Linked DNA regions of Mus musculus: all the other regions are linked to region 1. Evidence: chromatin contacts called from public ChIA-PET and HiChIP or PLAC-seq data. All regions are on one chromosome and are shown on one strand. The core of a region is the stretch at or near the end of the contact, and the rest is flanking DNA. Distances in the headings are between cores, read along the strand shown. Region 1 holds the start of Ifnlr1 (interferon lambda receptor 1). Region 2 holds the start of Pithd1 (PITH (C-terminal proteasome-interacting domain of thioredoxin-like) domain containing 1). Region 3 holds the start of Gale (galactose-4-epimerase, UDP).

Region 1 (4,189 bases), core at 640-3,139:
ATACAGCCGTGAACCTGAGCACAGTGCAGTAGATAACAAGAAAGGAATTAGCTGCGCTTCTTGTCTCTATAATTAGCCTTTTGTTTACTTCACCATTAACCTGCTCATAAGAAACAGTCATTACTTGGGGAAAAAAAATGTAAAGAAAAAAATCCTCTTTACTCCAAAATAATGGCCATTACTGTAGAGGGAGATGTCTAGATATTTCTCTCTATGATGTCTAGGAAGACATAGCTTTATCCAGCTTTTTGCTCCTTTTGTTTTAATTGAAACAAAGTCTTGAGTAGATCAGGCTAGCCTCAACTGAATCCCTATAAAGCTGAGAAGCAGTGGTCTTCACTTCAAAATAAGAGTCCTGGGACTCCGAATTCGTTTGGTCTTCATTTCAGAATAAGGGTCCTGGAGCCCCAGCAGAGAATCAGTTTGTGTTGAGAACTTGCAAAGTAGAGTCAGCCCAGAGAAAAGGCAAACATGTTTGGGGCACCAAATGTGACACAAAAATGGTTTTTATGCCCCTAATCTCATTTCTCGGCTCTCTTTGGTTCCCATTGGCTGAATTCTTCAGGGAGCTAAAATCTACCTGCTGTCTAGTATTGTCCCCTTCCGGAATTCCTTATCTAAATGGTACAGGACACAAACCTTTCCTTTTCTGATATGTGAGCTTACAGGCGGGCAGACTACCTGTAACTTTCAACCCTAGAACACACTGACAATACCTAGAGAAGCAGACACCAGCTGCTAGGCAGAGGAAAAAGGGGCCTAGAGCCCCTCCACCATCTCTGACGAGCCCTAAACACACCTTATACTGAAAATGGATCATAATGATTGATTTCTTACATAGCCAAGGTTAACCTTGAACTCCTGGTCCCCCAACCTCTATCAACCCAGGGCTGGGATTGCAGGTGTGTACCTTAAAAAGCTCATAATTTTAGGATGTGTTTTTGTGCTTCTCGAATGTAGTTTAAAAAATCCCAGACACCTCTTGTTGTGCTGGGCCTGAACAGAGCAGAGTTTAAAAAAAAAATCAAATCAAAATAACTCGAGTTAAAGTTGGGTCCCCAGACAGAAACTAAGCTGTCTATTGAATCCCCCAGGAGATCAAGAGAAACCTGAGCTAATGGCCTGCTTTCCAAAAGTCCAGCTTTTGTTCTTTTTCTATCTTGTATGTATTCTGCAACAATTCCATAGAGATATCAATGTACCTATGTGGTATCCACCCCAACTCCCCATTCGCACTCCGTGCAGGCAAAATGCAGAAGATGAAGTCCATAACCCTTAATCCTTACACACAAAAGGACACACACACACACACACACACACACACACACACACACACACACACGTTGTTGTCCTAGCCTTGTCCCGACTCTACCTATAAGGAGAGTAATTTAGAAAGATCCCGCTTCCCCTTCCGTGGTTTCGCAGGTTTCTGGTTTCGGCCCTTCTGTTTACAAAACCAGCGTTTCCCACTTGGCTAGTTAGAATGGTTTGTGTGGTGGAATGAAGTGTCCCCTGCTCCAGGATAGAAAACAAAGCCTGAAGCGATGTCCTTTCTGGTTAGTAGCGACACAGACCGCGTTGCAGCTTAGGACAGCCTCCTCCAAGCTTTTACCGCGATGTAGGCGGGGAGTAACAAGCCTGCCGGGAATTCCTGCAGAAACTCAGTAAGAAACTCGCAAGACAGGCTGGGTGCCATCCCCCGCTCCGCCTGCAAAACGGGAGTCTTGCCAGTCTCCTCGAACTCTACCCTAGGTGCTATTTACTCCTCAACGGAACCCCAGAACTGGATTTCTTGTCTGATTTTTAAAAAATGTTACTGAGAGCCCCGCCCCCACCCACGGCAGGCGACGCGGGGCAGCCCTAGGTGAATCCCCACCGGTGGCACCGCCGGAGGCTCCTCCTCCCTGGGCCGCCGCCCTTGTCACCTGCCGCCCAGGGGCCTTGCGGCGGGCGGCGGGGACCCCAGGGACCGAAATGTGGCGGGCCGACCGGTGGGCGCCCCTACTCCTGTTCCTGTTGCAGAGCGCCCTAGGTAAGTACGGACCGCGGGGACCGCGGGGACCGCGAAGATGTGCCACCCACCCGAGGTCCCGAGAGGGGACTTGGTGCTGGGCCTCAGGGATTCTGTACACTTGCCGCGGGTTTGCTTGGTCCCAGAGTGAAACAATCCTGAGCTTGGACGGCCTTTTCTGGACGAAAGGATCCCGGTTTCCTTATTCCAGGCAGGGCCGGGAGTTCCAGGCACAGACACCGGAAAGCGTTGACTGTATTTGTTGACCGAATCCCAGAGTGCATACCTGATTGACACTTTTAATAGGGGACATACAGGAGCTGCCGGGATCCAGCTCTGGTTGATCTGGTCCCTGCTAGGAGACTCTTTAACGGGGCATTTTCTCTCTTTGTCTTTCATCTGGTAAGACAGCGGGGCACAGAATACCCGAGGCCAGGACCCAAGCACCGAACCCCAATTTTCCACTCATCAACTTCCCCAGGGAGGAAGCCATGGGCATACTTCAGAGTCCTAGACGCAGTCAAAGGAGCAGGAAGGGTTCTTAGAGCCGATAAACAATCATAAACGTTCATATTATTTTTGGTTGCTTCTTTGTCCTGGCCACTGTGTTCTCCTTAAGGTTTTCAACCCAGCTGCTCTAAGTGGTAGACAGTCATCATTTTTAAGTGAGGGAAACTGAGGCTCAGAGCACTTCATAGGTTGCTTTAGAAGTACCCCAGAGGGGCACACACAGGGCAGAGGAATAAGGCTGAGCCCTAGGTTTGCCCATGACCAGTGCTGCCCCTGCCCTGAGCGAGCTCACAGCTCTGTAGCAGTGTTTTTGAGTTAACGAGGGTCTTGGGGGACACGGGATTATGTTCCATCCCTGACACAAACTGGTTTAGTTAACATTGATCTCTGAGCCGTGTCTCTTTGATGATGGCTGTGGGTAACACCTTGCCCCAAGGGGTAGTCTGTCCTGAGGACTGAATGACATTTTATACAGTGCTATACCAGTCCCTGGAACCCTTGAAGACTCTGTGAAGTGTGGCAACTCTGAACTGTGACTTTCCCCATGTGGCCAAGCTCAAACTTTGGGCCTGTCCTGCTCATGGATGGCTCACGGATGGCTTAAAACTAAGGGGCTTACATACAGAGTGGCCTCTTGCTAGACAAACTGGAAGCTGGGTTTAACTGCGGTGTCTCAATTATGCACCTTCAGGGCACAGGACAGGAGAGAAAAAGACACCCACATCTGGGGTCAAAAATGAGGGGGCAGCCCTGGCGTGAGCTTGAGCTGAGAGAATCATGTAGACTTGGGCTTACCTTGCCTGGTGCCTAAAAAAAAAAAAAAAAATGTATGGGTCTCCATGGTGACCCACGTGACTGAATTCTCCCTGTGACCATGAGCTCCCGTGGGGCAGAAGATGAAGCCATTTCCTTCTGTTCCCTGGTACACAGAGGAAGATAGGAAGCATGGGTTAAAGCTGGTCGGGTGTGGTTGTTCCTGCGTGTATTCCTAGTACCCAAGAGGCTGAGTTAAGAGATTACCGCACATTTGAGCTAGCCTAGACTAAGCTGTTTGTCTCTCCCATAGTCAAAAGGGGACTGGTGAGATGGCTCTGAAGGTAAGCGTTCCTGACATTCAATGGACAGAATCTACACGTTAGAAGGAAAGAACCAATGTTTGCAAAGTGAGCTTTTGCCTCCACATAGACACCATAGCGTGCATCACACACATGATAAATAAATGTAAAAGGTGATTAAAGCAGGTGGTGGTGGCACACGCCTTTAATCCAGCACTAGGGAGACACAGGCAGGTGGATCTCTGAGGCCCAGGTCAGAACTACACAGATACACAGAGAGACTAAAACAAACCTGCTTAAAAAAAAAAAACAAACAAAACAAAAAACAACAAACAAACAACAACAACAAAAAAAAAAAACAGACTAAGACTGAGCCCCAGGAGAAACCAGAAGAGGAGGTAAGCTCAGAGCTCACACCTGACAGTTGGCTTGATCTAGATTTGAGCATCTAAGAGGGTCTTGGTTTCCCCACCTTTCCTGGGAAGCTCATAGAAGGCTCACAAGTGCTCAGCTCAGCTAACAGCAAGTTACAGCCAGATACAAAGGGTCTGTTGCTACTTTGTTGCTATCATGAGTGTCGCCTCTTAGAAGTAGCAAGGTAGGCTACCTGGAG
Region 2 (4,189 bases), core at 1,034-3,533, 300 kb after region 1:
CCACACAGATGCGGATGGAGCAATTCCACATCAGCACAACAGCGTAAAGATGGGAACTGTGTACAGTGAGAGGAGCCATAAAGAACATTCGGGGGCTGGAGAGATGGCTCAGCGGGTAAGAGCACTGACTGCTTTTCTGAAGGTCCTGAGTTCAAATCCTAGCAACCACATGGTGACTCACAACCATCCGTAATGAGATCTAATGCCCTCTTCTGGTGTGTCTGAAGTCAGCTACAGTGTACTTACGTATAATAATAAGTAAATATTTTTAAAAAAGAAAAAGACCGTTTGGGACCTGCAGCTAGGTTAAGGAAACTGCAAAGTCATCACCAGCCGGCCTCAGCTTTGCACTCTCTCAGTGAATGGTGCCATGTCAGCACTTGGAAGAGATAAGCAGCTGGCCCCAAGGATGTTCACACCAAGACAGTCATCGGGCTGGGGATGAGGCTCAGTGGTAGAGCAGGTACCTCATACTCACAAGGCCTAGTGTTCTATCCCCAGCACCACACAACACACAAAAAAAGTCAGCTGGGTAGGGTAGCTTTCAGAATACAGAGGAAGGCAGATCTCTGTGACTTCCAGGACAGCCTGGTCTACATAAGGAGAATCTGTCTCAAAGGAACGTCATGGTGGCACCCATCTGTAACTTGGGAGGTAGGAGTTCAGAAAACAAGAGATCCTGTCACAAAAATGAAGGCGCATGCGCGCATGTGTGTGTGTGTGTATGTATATGTGTATATATATACACACACACACACACATATACATACATCTTAAATTATTTATGTAATTAATTCAAGAAGCACTACATGCATTTCAATGTAACTAAGAACAAGGCCAACCTGTTGTTGAACTCTGATCCCCCATACTTGATGCAGCAAGCCCTCTAACCCACTGAGCCATCTCCATATCCCTGGAATAAAATATACCAGCAAAAGCTAGGTGGGAGTCTCCCGAGGGCCGAAGCCCTCACTACTCACAGTCTCATCTCCGAGGGGTGCGAGTCATCATCCTCGCCCATTATGATGACGCCTTTCAGCTTGACATTGCCCGTAAACCTGCCAGAATTCCAAAGAGAAGGTTGTCTACCTGGGATTGAACCCTGAGGACCAGCAGCCATGTGACTCTGACAAGACCCTTCCCTTTTAGCTCAGCTGACTCATCTGCCACCTGTAGTCCTTTCAAAGACCCTGTCATTCCATACCTCCAAGAAATGTAATCACCTCAATTATAATTCGACAAATGCATGTGTAGTCACACACACACACACACACAAGCTCCTATACTTACTTTCTCAAACCCACCAAAGAAAATCTACCCCATTTCTAGACACAGGTGTGCACTCTTGACATAGCCATCAAATGAAGTCATCCGAAGAGACAACTGGGTACAGCCCAGTTTGCCTGAGGCAAGAGCCAAGGAGATACTTACGGAATATTAAACAGGAGCTCTTCGTCCGCATCACTTTCAACAAACTGCGGTGCATGGGGAGGAAGCAACAGATATCTGCTGAGAAACTACAATTTCAGGCATCTGGCCTCCCTGTTCTACAAACTGAGTCGCGATGCAAATGGACCTGTCCCAACAACCCGCGCCCAGGTCCTCATAGCTGGGAGCTGCTCAGTCTCCATATTCTAATCACCACGGCCCCTCTTAGAGGGATTCTAATGGGGGTTTCCCAGGCTGCGAACTCAAAAGACCAGTGCTTCTGTGTACCCTTCTGGAGAACCTTCAAATGGCTCTCAAAGGGGTCTGGGTTCCAGGTTAGAAGTACGGATCGCGACCCCAGGCCAGGTGAGGCCATCGGACAGCCATCTGGACCAATGGTCAGAGGAAGAGACAGCAGTCCTCTCTGCTCTCCTCCCTCACATGCCCTCGCCGCCTCGGAAGGGAGGTAAAGCGCCCACCTTGCTCCTCTGGGCCTCAGTTTCCCTGTCTGTCTACCCTGCGAGGCCCCGGGGCTCCCGGGCCGCCCACCTTGGAGCGGTCGGTCCGCTCCTCCCACGGCTTGAAGACGCCGCGGCCGCTGCCCTCGCGGCTCTCGTTGAGGCACTGCAGTCGCTCCAGGTCGATGCGCAGGTACAGCCCGTAGGCCAGGCCGCGCTGCTCGGGCGGCTCCTCGCGCTCAGCGGCGCAGCGACAGCCGCCCCCGCCGTGGCTGTGGCCGTGCGACATGGCGACGCCGCCCGCCGGCTCGCCTGTGACTCCCTCGGCACCGCCGCTCACCCGGAGCTCACTCGGCTCCGCGACGACCGCCAAGCGCCGCCACCGAGGCGTCGTAAAAGGCGCCCCTGCGCGGCGCATGCGCGCGCGGCCCAGAGGGCGGGGCCGGGAGGGATTGACGTGGACCTGCGCCAGCAGAGCTGGACGCTGGCGGTGTCGCTCAGTGGTACCGTTCAAGCGTGGAAACTGTAGGGCTGGGGACGCGTGGCAGGGACGCGAATCCTCCCCTCCCGAGCCAAAGCGTGCGCTTTCTTCCCTAGCGGCCACCTTTCTCCGGCGTGGTGGATAAGGCGGGGCCGACAGCACAGCAAAGCTTGCCTCCTCTCTCCCCCTGACGCCCTGTTAACCTCATCTGTTTACCCCCTACTTTCTCCCGCCTCTTTTCCTTCTCTGTCTCCTTTCTCCGCCTTTCCTTCCATATTTTTAAGCTAGTTTCTCATGTGCCCCAGGCTGACCTCAGATGATCTATGTACCTTCAACTCCTGACCCTCCTGCCTCCAAATCCCAAATTCAGGGATTAAAGGCACGCACCACCAAATCTGGTGTTAGATTTAATTAGTTACATTTATTATATATCTATCATGGGTCTATCTATCTATCTATCTATTTGGTGTCTTCTGTGGCTTATCGCGCTCTTTCCCTTAATAAAGTGTCTTACTACCTAGTTTTGGCTGGAACTATCTACTGAGCCTGGAACTCACTGTGTAGATCAGACTGGCATAAAACGCAACAGAAATCCATCTGCCTCCGCCTCCGGGGCGTTGGGATTGAAGGCATGGGCCATCCTGCTCAGCAGCATCATATTTTTTTGATGCAGTCTCTCACCGGACTCGAGGCTCACCATTTAGACTAGGCTAAATGGTCAGCGAGCTTCTAGGCTCCACCCTCCAAAGCTGGGCTTGCTGCTGGGCCTGTGCTTGGCTTTTATGTGACTGCTGGAGATTTGAACTCTGTCCTTGTGTTTCCACAGCAAATGCTCTTAGCCGCTGAGTCATCTTCATAGCCCATAGCTACCTTCTTGATAGAAGGTATACTCACCACCAGACCTGGGGTGAGAATGCTGGGTCTGTCCCTGACGGTGTGACACTAGGAAAATATCACCTTTTCCTATTCTGAGTCATTTTTCTCTGTTCCGTGGGCAGGATAGTATCTGTTGAGTAGTCACACTGAATAGTAAGGGAAGAATGTGATTCAAGAACTCAACATGTGGGCTGGAGAGATGGCTCAGTGGTTAAGAGCACTGACTGCTCTTCCAGAGGTCCTGCGTTCAATTCCCAGCAACCACATGGTGGCTTACAACCACCTGTAATGGGATCCAATGCCCTCTTCTGGTGTGTCTGAAGACAGCTACAGTGTACTCATATACATAAAATAAATCTTAAGGGAAAAAAAAAAAAAAAAAAAAAAGAAGCCGGGCACAGTGGAGCACACCTTTAATCCCAGCACTCGGGAGGCAGACTGAGTTCGAGGCCAGCCTGATCTACAAAGTGAGTTCTAGGACAGCCCGGGCTATTCAGAGAAACCCTGTCTCGAAACACCCCCTCACCCCCCGCAAAAGAAGAACTCAACATGTAAGGTGGTGGCACATACCTTTAGTCCTGGCACTCAGGATGCAGAGGCAGGCCGATTTCATAGTTTGAAGCCAGCTTGGTCTATAAAATGAGTGTCAGGATAGCCAATGCTATCCAGAGAAACTGTCTTGAAAAACAAACAAGCAAAACACATGGGTGTGGTGATTTTTGCTGGAAAGCCGGCAATGGACCAGCAATGGCAATGGAGAGGTAGATCTCACATTCAAGGCCATACTAGGCACATAGACCCTGTCTCAAAACCAAAACAGACAACACAGTGCAGTGAATGGCTAACACAGGTGAAGTATCCAATTTGTTCGTTACCTCTGTGCAGTCTAAACACTGGTACTTACTAGAAGTGTGGTGCTGGGCAGGTGACTGAACCCCTACCCTCA
Region 3 (4,189 bases), core at 1,185-3,684, 280 kb after region 1:
GAGAGGTTGGTCTGCTTGGATATGATCATGAGCATAGGAGGCCAAGATCCCAGGGTGACATCCACACTTCAGTCGCAGGAGGCCCCCAGAAAGTGGAAGGAGCCCTAAGAGGGGGCAGCTTTGTGACCTGCAGTGAGTCACTTCCCCCAGACTGTTTTCTCTATGAACAAGGGCACACTGTGAAATTAGCCACACAGGGCTCCACTGGACTCTGTGGGACCTCGGTGGTGGCACAGAGGTCACACTACATCTCAGCTTTGAGGTCTGATGGTTGAAAGCCCAGATCTCTTCCACCCCGGCTGCTCGACTTCCAAGTATTTCATCTCTGTAAACCCGAGTAACAACGGTGCGTGTGCTCTCCACTGTCACAGGATTAAGAAAACGCATGGCCAGAAGCATAGGTCAGTGGAGACACCCTGGACCAATCTGTAGCATCAGAAGAAACTGTAGCGTGCTTGGCACTCAGTAATGGCCGGCTAGCAGATTGGACTTACTGTTACAGTCGAGTTGGGTGAGGGAGTGGTCTAGTAGGTGAGACCTTCTCTAGCATTAGCAATGGTCTGGGGACAGTCTCAGCACAGGGAAAGAGACACAAAGGCCAACGAATGGACATCACAGTTCCTGTGGGGCAGGCTGGACCCTGAACATGGAGATGGGACACCACTAATAAGGTCCCTTCCACAAACCGCCTGCTGGAGACAGCCCCAGACAGTGGTCACAACTGTTGCAGGAGGGGCCTGTTTGCTGTCATCTTCCCCTTCCCATGTCAACAGCTGTCTATGGTCTGTTTGCCTTACTTTATTCCTTACTTCTTCAAGGGTGTGAACCTCCAGAAACTTCTAGAAGCTGGGGACTTCATCTGTCAAGCCCTTAACAGAAAAACTAGTTCCAAAGTGGCACAGGCCACCTGCAAGCTCTGAGACCCTCGTTCGCCTGAACCAGAACGGAGGGAATTGGGTGTATACAATGATTCCTGGATGAAGAGATGGAATGAGAGCAAATGAGCCGGCATCACAGAGGTCCCTGTCCCTGATGATAAGGGCTAGAGCTGCCTGGCCTGGGCCAGCTCCCCAGAGCTGTGCCTAAGCACTTGCTTGGGATGGCCCTGGGTGAGTCTGCCTGCCAACAGAGCTGATGTCCACCGCCGCAGGGCCTTTGTTCTACCTCTGAGGACAGAGAGCAGTTTCCCCTTATGCCAGCAGAGCATTTGCTGGAATGGTGGGGGTTGATCTGCATCTGTGGTCATCTGCCAACGAAATCTCCACTCTGTGTGTGATTTTTTTGAAAACAGCTTATGTAATTAAAGGTTTAATTTTCTAATATAACATTCAAACGTGTGTTTATGGGTGGAGGAGTAAAATTGCTCTGAGGGAAGAGGGAAGGTTTTGTGGCTGGTTCATCTTTGGATCTCTTCCATCGCCACACCCAAGCCCCCAGACCACTGACTGGAAATCATTGCTGTGGGGAACACCCTAGGACTCGCTTCTGAGAACGTGCCTGTTTCCAGAGCAGGAAGATAGATCAGGAAGATAGATCTCTTACTGGTCTGGAACTAGCTAAGGAGACTAGGCTGGCTGGCCAGTGAACCCCAGGGATCCATCTGTATCTGCTTCCAGTGAGATAACAAACTTCCACAATGGTCAACTTGACAGTATTATTATTATTATTATTATTATTATTTATTCACGCGCTAGCTATCTTCAGCTTCCCTTTTCATAAACTCACTGAAATTCTGCTGGGCCTGAAGACCTGTACTACCAGGAAAGATTTAGCTTCATTTATGTATTTGTGAGAGAATGCCAGCTATGTATGGTATGTGCAACGGAGGTCAGAAGCGGGCATGGCATCCTATGTAATGAGAGGCGGTAGGTATGTGGGTGCCAGAAACAGGACTCGGGGCCTCTGCAGGAGCAGCCTCCCGAATGCTGGGATTAAAGGCGTGTGCCACCACCGCCCGGTCCCGCTTTGTATCTTAAACCGAGACAAAAGTGTCTTGAGTCCCTATACGGGGGCAGGTGCGCAAACACAGCTTTGGGGGAGGGAGGCAGCGGCTCAGCGATGGGCACAGCAATTGCTACTGTGAATGTCAAGGTTCCTTCGCCATCGCGGGTTTCTTCCCACGTGAACTTGGACGCAGCCCGGGCCAGCCATGTCCTCCAACTGGAGCTGCCCGACCAAGGGTTTGACACAAACAGTGGCTCTGAGTGGAGGGACTAGAAAGGGCCCAGTCCCGACCTTGTTTCTCCTCAACAGCCCGCCGGTAACCGGATGGCGTCCGCACCCCTCATTTCCGCCCTCGATGGAAGCGCACTGCGCAGGCGTTTAAAGCCTGTGCAGACCATTTGTCCCTCCAGGGTTGCCGTCCAGGCAGTAACCCAGTACACACGTTTCCTGGAGGGCGTGGAGGGGCGGGGTCGGGCTGGGCTGTCAGGTCTTAAAGGGGCCGCGGCGCTGGTCGCGGGAGGCGGTGCCTGGAGTCAGCGCTGGAGCTTCCGCAGGTTCGGCCGGTAGAATGAAGGGCTTAGTGAGCTCGGAAGGGCCAATGCTTGGTGGGGAGCGAGGAGGTTCCAAGAGGGTCGGTTCGTGTTCGGAACAGGGCCAGGCTCACCCCTTCTGCTCGCGTTTTCCGCAACCGTAGCGGGGGCCACCCGAGCCCATTCATTCGGGGCTCGGCTCCCCGCTCCTGCTCCCAGCCCAGACCCGAAGTCCAGAGCTAAGCTCCGCCTCGCCCAGGCTGCTGAGACCCAGCATCCGCTCTCCTGCCTTGTACAGACAGGGAAAACTGAGGAGGGGACCGCTGACCAAGGTCATCCCCTAGTCCGGAGCGGAGCGACCTCAGAGCAGCCTTTCTGCCACCAGAGTCCCCTCAGCGACCGCCTCCCCGCGTCTTCGCGCAATGCGGGAGCTGCAGGGAGTCGCGGGGCATAGTCTCGGGGATCCCCCTTAGTCAGTTCTTATTGCTGTGTGACCCCAGGCCGACTGCCTCTGGGCTCAGACCCTAGTACCCAGGGCTGGTAGAAACACCTGCCACATCCAGATGTTGGGAAAATAACGCACAAGTGCGGGGTAGTGATTCTGGGTCGCACTGGACGCCCCGTCCAGTGGGCTGCAGCAGAATAACCCCAGCAGAAACTTGAGGCAGCTCGGAGAAAGACGGCAGCGAGCCAGGTCGTGAAAATGAAAGGCCTCACTGTGTGGACTGCCTCTCTGTCCGCCCAGCAGTTTGCTCAGGGTGGGGATGCACACCTGGCAGCGGAGAGCGAGCCAAATCCACGTCGACACCGGCTCACTTGGTGCTGCCCTCCTTGGGCGGGATCTGTGGCTCCAAGTCAGCTGGGCCAAAGCTGAGCTATTGGCTGCCCCAGGGTGGGGTGAAGCCCTACCCACTCCAGGGCTGTTGGCACTGCAGCCTCTGAGCTGGGCACAGCCTTCCTGGCTAAGGACCCCACCCTTGAGGCCATTTGGCGTTCTTACTGCTTCCTCCCAACTGACCTTCCAGGGGAAGGGTTGTTGGAGCACTAGATGTTAGTCATCAAACCCAGGAACCTTTTGCTCCGGGGAAAAGGTGTCAGTTTACAGGGACAGGTCCCTTTTTCTGTATCCTAGCCTCCCATTCTTAAGCGATGTTCTTCTGCCCGAGACTGTCCATACTCCAGACATGGAGGCAGGAAGGGTGGGTCTTCAAAAGGCCCATCTTCCCACCCTCTGTCAACAGGAACTAGACAGCATGGTGTGTCTGATGTCCTACATATGCAGGTGGCAGACCTTTAAACTGCTTCATTGGGCCCTCCTAATACATGGGGTGTGTACAATAATTAGTTCTAGAGGTGAAAACTGTGCCCTAGAGAGAGTTCAAAACGTCAGCCCCTACAGCCAGAAACTGGTAGTTAGCTAGTTAGACCCAGGGCTGATTCTGGAACCTCTCCTTAAACTAGGGCTCACCCCTACATCCTCCAAGATGAAGGTAGGGGTCGAGCATCCAGTTGGAGTGAGGCCCTGAGCAGGAAGCCTCGGCCACCTCTGAAACTCTGTCTTCTAAGCAGGCGCCATGGAAAAGGTGCTGGTCACAGGTGGGGCTGGCTACATCGGCAGCCACACGGTATTGGAGCTGCTGGAGGCAGGCTACTCACCTGTGGTCATTGACAACTTCCATAACGCCATTCGTGGTGAGTGAAGCTGGGTACGAATC

What was found. ChIA-PET counts read pairs in DNA pulled down with a chosen protein or histone mark. HiChIP or PLAC-seq counts read pairs in DNA pulled down with a chosen protein or histone mark.
Region 2: an HNF4G HiChIP or PLAC-seq map of pancreatic cancer cells shows a contact between it and region 1. The contact joins the promoter of Pithd1 here to the promoter of Ifnlr1 in region 1. A contact is called at or near these places in 2 of 115 datasets of contacts at active chromatin or transcription factors (embryonic stem cells and pancreatic cancer cells) and 2 of 9 other capture datasets (adipose tissue and pancreatic islet).
Region 3: a contact with region 1 is called in an RNA polymerase II ChIA-PET map of memory CD8 T cells, with 34 read pairs. The contact joins the promoter of Gale here to the promoter of Ifnlr1 in region 1. A contact is called at or near these places in 3 of 484 Hi-C or Micro-C datasets (Th1 cells and embryonic stem cells), 1 of 115 datasets of contacts at active chromatin or transcription factors (memory CD8 T cells) and 1 of 9 other capture datasets (pancreatic islet).

The regions. Positions count from the first base shown.
Region 1 is chr4:135,684,568-135,688,756 of GRCm38.p6, forward strand. It overlaps Ifnlr1 (interferon lambda receptor 1), which reads left to right and starts at 1,890. Exons shown (of 7, transcript NM_174851.3): 1 at 1,890-2,032. The coding sequence starts at 1,975.
Region 2 is chr4:135,984,961-135,989,149 of GRCm38.p6, forward strand. It overlaps Pithd1 (PITH (C-terminal proteasome-interacting domain of thioredoxin-like) domain containing 1), which reads right to left and starts at 2,284. Exons shown (of 6, transcript NM_025411.4): 1 at 1,978-2,284; 2 at 1,432-1,475; 3 at 981-1,058. The coding sequence starts at 2,175.
Region 3 is chr4:135,961,291-135,965,479 of GRCm38.p6, forward strand. It overlaps Gale (galactose-4-epimerase, UDP), which reads left to right and starts at 2,435. Exons shown (of 11, transcript NM_001356493.1): 1 at 2,435-2,498; 2 at 4,044-4,166. The coding sequence starts at 4,049. Hmgcl (3-hydroxy-3-methylglutaryl-Coenzyme A lyase) reads left to right here. Exons shown (of 9, transcript NM_008254.3): 9 at 819-1,378. The coding sequence ends at 920.